Regions from separate parts of the Macaca mulatta genome. Here region 1 is linked to region 2. The links are chromatin contacts, called in public Hi-C maps. All regions are on one chromosome and are shown on one strand. Each heading gives the region's core, a stretch centred on a gene start, on an enhancer-like site or on the middle of the called end of the contact. The rest is flanking DNA. Distances are from core to core; before and after follow the strand shown. Region 1 holds the start of ZNF140 (zinc finger protein 140). Region 2 holds the start of ZNF26 (zinc finger protein 26).

Region 1 (5,160 bases), core at 1,239-3,738, 100 kb before region 2:
AAACTCCCTGCAAGTATAAAATGAGTCTCACTCTGGAGGTTAGGCAATGTGTCTAAGTAGCAACAATGGGAGTTTTCAGAATTCTGAGTAATTATATAATGAAGAGCCTAGCTTTTGTGTTTTGTTGCATAACTGGAGAAAAGGAGAAAAAACATAAATTATCTGTCCTGAGACAATTTACAGTTTTGTTCAAAATAAAGGATTATACATATGAACAATATGGATTTTTGGCATTGGTTGTAAAAATTCTTAAGATTTTACAGTATTCCTTTATGTTAATAAATAATGTATATTTTCCTTAATATCAGCCTATTTTTTTTTTTTTTTTTTTTTTTTTTGAGACGGAGTCTCGCTCTGTCGCCCAGCCCAGGCTGGAGTGCAGTGGCGCGATCTCGGCTCACTGCAAGCTCCGCCTCCCGGGTTCACGCCATTCTCCTGCCTCAGCCTCCCGAGTAGCTGGGACTACAGGCGCCCACAACCGCGCCCGGCTAATTTTTTGTATTTTTAGTAGAGACAGGGTTTCACCGTGGTCTCGATCTCCTGACCTTGTGATCCGCCCGCCTCGGCCTCCCAAAGTGCTGGGATTACAGGCGTGAGCCACCGCGCCCGGCCAATATCAGCCTATTTTAATATAATTCAGCCAGAATTTCTTCAGGGTAATAATTGGCTATAGCAGATAATAGCAGAACCCTTCAAATGGGGCATATAGTCTCAAGTTTGTTCCAGTCACCCCTAATCCTAAATAAATACCTGTGAAACTTAGTGGTAATTTTGTCAATGTCACAGAACAAGGAGGATAGGCAGTAAAGAATCTTGATTCTGCAAGAAGAGAATGTAACACCTCCCAGGATAGAACCTAAAGCACTTTCCCTCGGAGTTAGGGAGAAAAATATAGAAGCCCTTGCTTTGCAGCCTGGTTTTGCACCACTTGAGTGATCCACATAGATCTATAAGGCATGAATGGGAATTTAAAAGGTCTCAAACTAGTAGCAGCCCCAGATGGATGGCAGTTATATTTTACAGTTTTGAAGTTTAATAAAAAAGTGATTAAAGACTGTTGACTAATAAAGCAGCTGTTTCCTACACAGCAAGATCTGCAGCAGAGGTGAAAATTGGATTCCCTAGAAAAACTCAGAAAGCCTCTGAATTTGGAGAGAAGTATGACAAAAAGTAGGACAAAGAAGTGGAACTGAAAATGAGGGACTCATTTTGAATAGTTGACCCTGTTATCCCCACTGCTGTGAAGCACAATTACCAGCCAAACTCTTAGCCCCAATCAAAATAAAAATGTGTTCCTTATGTCATGTCAGAAAAATGAGCTCTATGGGTTCAGAGATTTTGTTTTGGTCACTTCTGCATCCTCCAGACATAGAATGAGCTGAGCGTTAGAAGCACTTGGAAGGACTGTTAGATTGCTGGGCCAAATTCCCAGTTTCTGATTCAGAAGGTCTGGGGTAGGACTCAAGAATATTCATTTCTAACAAGTTCTCAGATGATGCTGATACTGCTGGTCCAAGGATCACACTGTGGGAACCACTGAAAGTAGAGGTTCAGTAAGAACATATTCAATAAATGAATGAAGGGGCGCTGGAGTAACGCAAAGCACTCCTCGTTCTAATACTGTGGGAAGAAGAGGCAATGTAACAGCTGGCACCCTACCCTCCCACCCTAAAACATACCAGCCAGGTCAGAAATCCCGCCCACATCTGGATAGTTTCCTGTCACTCTCTTCATGTATACTTAAGTATAAGCACCTGAAAAGGAGGAACAGGGGACAGGGTCCTGGGGTTCCGCCAGGCAGGTGGTTGTAAGAGAAAGCCACGTCCCAAGTCCTGAAAAATACGGCTGCACTTCACAAAGAAAAGAGGAGACAGGCTCAATGGGTTGGCTCACTTGAGGCCAAGAGTTTGAGGTTACAGGATGCTATGATCGCCCCACTGCACTCCAGCCTGGGCGACAGGAGGAGACCCTGTCTCTGTCTTTCAAAGAAAAAAAAAAAAAAAATATATATATATATATATATATATATATATCATCAGCTTACCTGAGACATAGCTCACAGAAGGGACCGAGGAGATCAGAAAGTGTAAAATGGCAGACCTGGCAGAGAGAGGAGCCCTGAGCGAACGGGCCAGCTAGGCCGCGCCCAAGTCACTAGATCCCGCACTGGGGATTCCCGTGGTCCCCGCTCCGCGCCTCCCACGTAGAGAGCGGGGCCCCGAGAGAGGGCGCTTGGACCACCGGCGCCGGCTTTCTCCTCCTGCCACGGCGCGCCTCCCCAGAACCCGGCCACCTAACAGTGGCCACAGGACGGCGCGTTTCCGTTGTGCTTCCGGCCAGGTGGGTGTCGCGTTCCGGGGCTCCGGACCGAGTCACCGCCCGGGGCCATCCGGCGCAGACCGGGGTTCTCCTTTCCTTGCCTACACAGGCCAGACGCTCGGAGCCGCCCCCGAGGGCCCCACCGCGGGCGTCGCAGGAATGCGTCTTCAGAAGCCTCGCGGACGTCACCCCACCAGGCCGCCTGCCTCAAAAACTACAATTCCCAGAAATGCGGCCCTGCGCGCAAGGGCATACGGTTTTCGTTCCTACTGGATCTCCCAGAGCGCCGCGCTCCCGCGCGAGGAAACAAAGAACGAGGGCCTGGGACAACTACAATTCCCAGAAGGCCCCGCGGCCCCGCGCTCCAGAGCATAGGGCTGTCCTCCCACGCCAGAGCCTAGGAACAAAGAACTCGGGACCTAGGCAACCACACTTCCCAGAAACAACCGCGGCCCCCCGCGGGAGACCACACAGGGCTTTCGGTTCTTATAACTCCCCGCGTGCCTCTCGGCCACACGCACAACCAGCCGAGAAACGAAGAACGCGGGACTCAGGCAACCACACTTCCCAGAAACAACCGCGACCCCGCTGGAGAAAGCAAATGACTTTCCCCGCCCCACTACAACTCCCAGGGTGCCTTGAGGCCACGCGCACATCACCGAAAGACAAAGAACACGAGCTTCAGGCAACTACACTTCCCAGAACCTCCTGCGACCCTGCGCAAAAGGGCGGAGGACTGTCTTCCCCTACTACGACTCCCAGAGTGCATCGCGGCCACGCCCAAAGCCGGAAGACTATGTAGGGCTTTAGCGACTAGATTTCCCCCAAACTCCTGCGGCCCACGAGAGAGGGTATAGGGTTTTCCTCCCGTACTACGACTCCCACAGTGCCTCGCTGGCGTGCACACACCGCCCAGAGACAAGGAACTGGAGACTCAGGCGAACTACACTTCCCAGAACCCACCGCGACCCAACAAGAGCCCGAGACCGCAACTATTAAATAACTAGGATACTTAAAGACTGTGGAGTCAGTACTTCAGTCCAAGACCTTTTGTTACTGGAAAGGGGTCTGGATCTCAGACTCTAAGAGAGGGTTCTTGGATCTCGCACAAGAAAGAATTCGAGGCGAATGCATAAAGTGAAAGCAAGTTTATTAGGAAAGTAAAGGAATAAAGAATGGCTAATCCATAGGCAGGGCAGCCCCGAGGGTGCTGGTTGCGCATTTTTATGGTTATTTCTTTATTATATGCTAAACAAGGGGTGGATTATTCATGCCTCCTCTTTCTAGACCATATAGGGTAACTTCCTGATGTTGCCATGGCCACTGGTGGGCAGTGAGGACAATCAGAGGTCGCTCTCATCACACATCTTGGTTTTGGTGGGTTTAGTCGGCTTGTTTACTGCAACCTGTTTTATCAGCAAGGTGTTTATGACACGTATTTTGTGCCAACCTCATATCTCATCCTGTGACTAAGAATGCCTTAACCTCCAGGGAATGAAGGCCAGCAGGTCTCAGCCTTATTTTACCCAACTCTATCTACCCCTACTAAAGATAGAGTTGCCCTAGTTCAACCACCTCTGACAGTGGAAGTTGTAGCACTGAGGACAGCCAGAAGTCACTCTCATTGCCATCTTGGTTTTGGTGGGTTTTAGCCGGCTTCCTTACTGTAAACTTTTATCAGCAAGGTCTTTATGACCTGTATCTCATGCTGACCTCCTGTCTCATACTGTGACTTAGAATGCCTAACGGTCTTGGAACGCAGCCCAGTATGCCTCAGCCTTATTTTACCCAGCTCTTGTTTAAGATGGAGTTGCTGGGAGCAGTGGCTCATGCCTGTAATCCCAGCACTTTGGGAGGCCGAGGCGGGCAGATTACCCAAGGTCAGGAGTTTGAGATCAGCCTGGCCAACATGGTGAAACCTCATCTCTACTAAAAATACAAAAATTAGCCGGGTGTGGTAGCAGGCGCCTGTAATCCCAGCTACTCGGGAGGCTGAGGCAGGAGAATCACTTGAACCCGGGAAGTGGAGGTTGCTGTGAGCCAAGATCTTGGCATTGCACTCCAGCCTGGGCAACATAGTGAAACTGTGTCTCAAAAAAACAAAACAAGGCCAAGCGTGGTGGCTCACGCCTGTAATCCCACCACTTTGGGAGGCTGTGGCTGGCGGATCATGAGGTCAGGAGTTTGAGACCAGCCTGACCGACATGATGAAACCCCATCACTAAAAATAGAAAAATTAGCCGGGCATGGTGGTGCGCACCTGTAATCCCAGCTACTCAGGAGGCTGAGACAGGAGAATTGCTTGAACCTGGGAGGTGAAGGTTGCAGTGAGCTGAGATGGTGCCATTGCACTCCAGCCTGGGCGACAGAGCGAGGCTGTTCAAAAAACAACAACAACAACAGCAAATAATGATAATAAAAACACAAGATGGAGTTGCTCTGGTTCAAACACCTCTGACACTTTGGCTTCGTATAACTGTAATAACCAGAATCGGTGCAACACTCCCTGGCCACCTTGAAACAGTGGTCTCAGAGGATGCGACCCCGAGTCCCCTGTGGCCTTATGGACGACCCCGACTGTACCTGGTACTGGCACAGCCACGGCTTCTCCCTTTGGGAACCGCACACCCTTGAGCAGGCTCATGTTACCTGAGAAGGAAGGCAGACGCTGGAGCGGCCCTGGTTTTTCATGTGCTCCAGCTGGAGCCCTCCCCCAGAAGCCTTCTGGAAAGAGGCACTGGATCTACAGGGGCTGGACGCCCAGTGACCTGGGAGCGCCTTTACTCCCAGCGTTGTGTGGGGCACTGTCCTGGGCATGTAGGAGAGGTTTGGGGAAGCAAG
Region 2 (5,066 bases), core at 2,159-4,658:
TGAAAGTAAAATTAAAACTTTTTTCTTATCTTTTTTTTGAGATGGTCTCACTCTGTTGCCTAAGCTGGAGTACAGTGGTGCGACAGCCTTGAACTCCTGGGCTCAAGTGATCCTCCCACCTCACCTCCCAAGTAGCTGGGGCTCCAGGTGCACACCAGCACACTTGGTTTTTTGTTGTTGTTGTTGTTTTGTATAGACAAGGTCTCTGCATTGCCCAGGCTGGTCTCAAACTCCTGGCTTCAAGTTGCCTCCTGCCCTCAACCTCCCAAAGTGCTGGGATTACAGGCGTCAGCCACCATGCCTAGCTATTTTTCTTTTTTTGTTGTTGTTGAGATGAAGTTTCGCTCTGTCACCCAGGCTGGAGTACAGTAGCACGATCTTGACTCACTGCAACCCTCACCTCCTGGGTTCAAGCGATTCTCATACCTCAGCCTCCTGAGTAGCCAGGACTACAAGCACGCACCAGTACACCTGGCTAATTTTTATATTTGTAGTAGAGACAGGGTTTCGCCATGTTTGCCAGGCTGGTCTTGAACATCTGATCTCATGATACACCTGCCCTGGCCTCTCAAAGTGCTGGGATTACAGGCCTGAGCTACCACGCCTGAGCCACCATACCTGACCATGCCTAGCTATTTTTCTTATTCTTAGTTGACCTAGTCTGTTCAAAATAGTAATAGTGGCTGGGCACGGTGGCTCACGCCTGTAATCCCAGTACTCTGGGAGGCCAAGGTGGGCGGATCATGAAGTCAGGAGATCGAGACCATCCTGGCTAACATGGTGAAACTCCATCTCTACTAAAAATACAAAAAAATTAGTTGGGAGTGGTGGCATGAGCCTGTAGTCCCAGCTATTCGGGAGGCTGAGGCAGGAGAATCACTTGAACCTAGGAGGCAGAGGTTGCAGTGAGCCGAGATCGCGCCACTGCACTCCAGCCTGGGCAACAGAGAGAGACTCTATCTCAAAAAAAAAAAAATCACCAAAAAACTCCTGGAACTAAGTGATTATACCAAGGTTGCAGCAGGATACAAAGTTAACGTACAAAAGTCAACCCCTTTCTTGTACACAGGTGTAAGCTGAATATGAAATAAAAAACACAATACCATTTACAGTAGCACACACAAAAATGAAATACTTAGGCGTAAGTCTAACAAAATATATAATGATATTATATAAAATCTATATGAGAAAACCTACCAAACACTGCTGAACGAAAACTAAGAACTAGATAGATATAACATGTTCATGGATAGGAAGACTCAATATTCAAGACTTCAGCTCTTCCCAGCCTGATCTACAGATTCAATGCACTGTCAGTTAAAATCCCAGCAAGTTATTTTGCAGATGTTAACGAACTGATTATAAAATTTAGACAGACAAAAGACTTAGATTAGCTAACAGGATCCTGAAGCAGAAGGATAAAGTTGGGAGAATGAACCTGACTTCAAGACTTATAAGCTGGGCACGGTGGCTCACACCTGTTATCCCACCAATGCTTTGAGAGGCCAAGGAGGAAGAAGTGCTTGAGGCCAAGAGTTGCAGGCCAGCCAGGGTAACACAGTGAGACCCTATCTGTACCAAAAAAAGAAAAAAAAATTAATTAACCAGATGTGGTGGCACGTGCCTGTAATCCCAGTTACTCAGGAAGCTGAGGCGGGAGGATCCCTTGAGCCCAGGAGTTCGAGGCTGCAATGAGCTGTGACTGTTCCACTGCACTCCAGCCTGGGCGACAGAGCGAGACTCCCGTCTCAACAACAACAAAAAACACTTATTTTAAAGCTACAAAAATCAAGACAGTGTGGTAGTGTGGTATTAGTGAAAGAACAAATAGACCAACAGAACTCAATAAAGAGCCCAGAAATAGACCCATATAAATATAGTCAACTGATCTCTGACAAAGGAACAAACTCACAGGGGGGAAATATCCACTCCTAACTTTCTCTCACTTCTTTAGCACCACAGCCTTCCTCACTGTGTCCTTTCCTTTCATTAACTTGAGTCCTCACCTCGGTCCTCTTGAGGGTTCTAGTTGGTCACACTCTGAGCTTCCACGAATACAGTAAGGTGTCTTTAGATATTTCCAGTTTAGACCTCCCATGTGAGTTACAGGCTGAAATATAGGCATTGGATATTCAACACCTGCGAAAGTCTCTCCCAGGGTCCCTCTTCTAACAGCTTTCCTAGTCTCCAGCTGTATAGCTCAGTGGCAGAGCACAACATCCGGCAACGTCGTCGCCACCACTCACCGAGTGCAATGGATTTGGCAATCAAGTCCCTTGTAAAGTCTCCCCTCTGGTTCACTCCGTCAATCATTCATAAAGTCCAGATGATCCCCTGGCCCGCCCCTTACCTCTTGGACTCTCGAGCTCCGCTCCTAGCCTTTTCTCCCTACTCATACACCTGTAATTGTGTCCACAGTTCACTAGACTACCCTCCCCACCAAACCAAAGCTCCTCTAAAATCAGGAACATACATAACTTATCTCTGCATTGCCAGCACCAGCTCTAGAGTTCAGCACACAAAAAGACACTCCATAAACAAGCATTTGGCCAAACGAAAGAGGAGGAACTGGTAATTTCTCCAACGAAGTTCCAACGGTCTGCGTAAGACAACTTTCTGTAGAAAACACGAAAAGATGGAGGATCCTCAGATTTCAGGGCCCGCAGCTGGCAATGAAGTGCTGTATAATTGCCCGTCACAGATTACCACGAGGCACGTTTCTGCAGGACCAGAGCTTGGGTGAGCTTTAGAGGAGCTTCGGTTTGGCGGGGAGGGTAGTCTAGTGAACTATGGACACAATTACAGGTGAACGTGAGTTCAGTTCCCGGGAGTAACCCTGCAGAGATCAACGTGGCCACCCTCAGTATCCAGTCGACTTTTAAACACGGAAAGTCTCTACTTACCCAGCACGAAGCTGTCCGGAAACTGGTGGCCATCCCCACGCCCACGTTCGTGCGCTGCCTAGGGGGCAGGACCCGCGGGCTGCGGAGAGACCGCGAGGGATGCGTCCGCACGAAGACAGGTGCGGGTCCTGGGCCCCAGGCACCTGACCGTCCCGGGGCTGAGTCGCTCGCAGGGACGCCGGCTCCTCAGCTCTCGCCCAACGCGGAGCGCGCGTGACTAGACGGCCTCCCGGTCTGGGTACCAGGAGTCGCACCGATGGATTTGTGCCGTTCAGCAGCCCTGACTCGGGAGAGCAGGCGGCTAGCCTGGCTCCGTCCACGCCCCGAACCGACGGAGGTGTTTAGCTGGTCAAGTCCCTGGTCTGCCCCGGATAATCCCAGCCGCTTAGCTCCGCGCCTCCGCGGTCACAGAGGCTAGCCAGGTTCACCCACTGGCCAGATTTCGGTCCACTGAGTCTAACCCGGAAACAGCCCCGCACGCGCGCACCCGACTAAGACAGGGTGTGTGGCGCACGCGGAAGTGCGTCATGCGTCGATGCGCCAGGACGCCACAGCGCCCGGAAAAACTACATCTCCCACAATCCTCGGCGAAGGCTCCCTAGTTACGGGCCTGACTTCCGGCTGCAGCGTATCTGGAGAGGGGCACAGCCTGACAGGAAAGGAAGGTTGGGAGGGGGCTCCGTCAGCGGCACCTGGTTCACCCTCCCCCGGCTGCGCCAGGTTCAGTACCATCCTCGGAGCCCGGACGCCCAGTTTCCCAGGGCCTGTAGAACTGAGTCAAAGTCTGACCCCAGCAGAGACGCAGGCGTGCTGAGGTCTTGATATCAAACAAGATAGGGTTCAGACCAGAAGGCACAGCAAAAAAGGACGCTTTGTAAAGCTAAAAGCTGCAATTCGTAGGGTTAAATAACAGTTTGGAAATCAGTGCACCAAATAATAGAGTAACCAACTTCATAAAGAAGAAACTATAGTAGATGTTAAAGACAAATAAATAGAACCACACCAATAATGAAACTGCCTTTGCAAAAATTATATCAGTGAGAAAATTATCGCCGTGGGGGAGGTCTAATCTAATCAAACCCGCGACCCCACGCGCCTTTGGCTCTTCTGGGCTTAGGCCAAGCTAACTTTGGAAGACACTTAGGTTATAGTTTAAATGATAACCCTTTTCCAAAACTCAACTGCCTTTGTAAACCTATGAGAGACCACAAAGCTGGGGGGAGGAGAGGAGCCTGAATTCTAAGATGTAGATTGGTCACAAGATATGCAGCTTCCCCAATTACTCCCACAGATAATACCACTATTGTAGATTAACCTTTCGAGATTTAAAAATGTGCAAAATGGCCAGGCGATGGCTCACGTCTGTAATCCCAGCACTTTGGAGGGCTGAGGTGGGTGGATCGCATGAGCCCAGGAGTTGGAGACTAGCCTGGGCAACATGACGAAACCTCGTCTCTACAAAACATATCAAAAGTCAGCCGGATGCAGTGGCATGCATCTGTAGTCTCAGCTACTTGGGAGGCTAAGGCAGCAGAATTGCTTGAGCCCGTGAGGCCGAGGTTGCAGTGAGCCGAGATTGCACCATTGTGCTCCAGCCTGGATGACAGGAGTGAAACCTGTCTCAAAAAAAAAAAAAGCCAAACATCTGAATAGACATTTCTCAAAAGAAGACATACAAATGGCAAACAGGTATATGAAAAGGTACACAATATCATTGATCATCAGAGAAATGCAAATCAAAACTACAATGAGATATTATCTCACCCCAGTTAAGATGACTATTATCCAAAAGACAAGCAATAATAAATGCTGGTGAGGTTATGGGGAAAAGGGAACACCTGTACACTCTTGGTGGGAATGTAAATTAGTACAACCACTGTGGAGAGTTTGGAGGTTCCTCAAAAAAATAAAAATAGAACTGCCATACAATCCAGCTATCCTACTCCTAGGTATGTACCCAAAAGAAAGAAAATCAGTATATTTAAGCGCTGTCTGCACTCCCTTGTTTATTGCAGCACTATTCACAATAGCCAAGATTTGGAAGTAACTGAAGTGCCAATCAACAGGTTAATGAATAAAGGAAATGTGATACATATACACAATGGAGTACTAGGAAGCCATAAAAAAGAATGGATCCTGTCATTTGCAACAACATGGATGGAA

The links. A called contact is a pair of places that touch in the nucleus more often than the background predicts.
Region 1: a Hi-C map of liver shows a contact between it and region 2, with 2.1 times the contacts expected there. The contact joins the promoter of ZNF140 here to the promoter of ZNF26 in region 2. A contact is called at or near these places in 3 of 14 Hi-C or Micro-C datasets (CD4 T cells, blood and liver).

Annotation. Positions count from the first base shown.
Region 1 is chr11:140,423,752-140,428,911 of T2T-MMU8v2.0, reverse strand. ZNF140 (zinc finger protein 140) reads right to left here and starts at 2,488. Exons shown (of 4, transcript XM_077955954.1): 1 at 2,045-2,488. All of the region lies in intron 1 of ZNF268 (zinc finger protein 268), which reads right to left.
Region 2 is chr11:140,325,190-140,330,255 of T2T-MMU8v2.0, reverse strand. It overlaps ZNF26 (zinc finger protein 26), which reads right to left and starts at 3,408. Exons shown (of 4, transcript XM_077955944.1): 1 at 2,904-3,408. The region is part of intron 1 of ZNF268 (zinc finger protein 268); the gene reads right to left.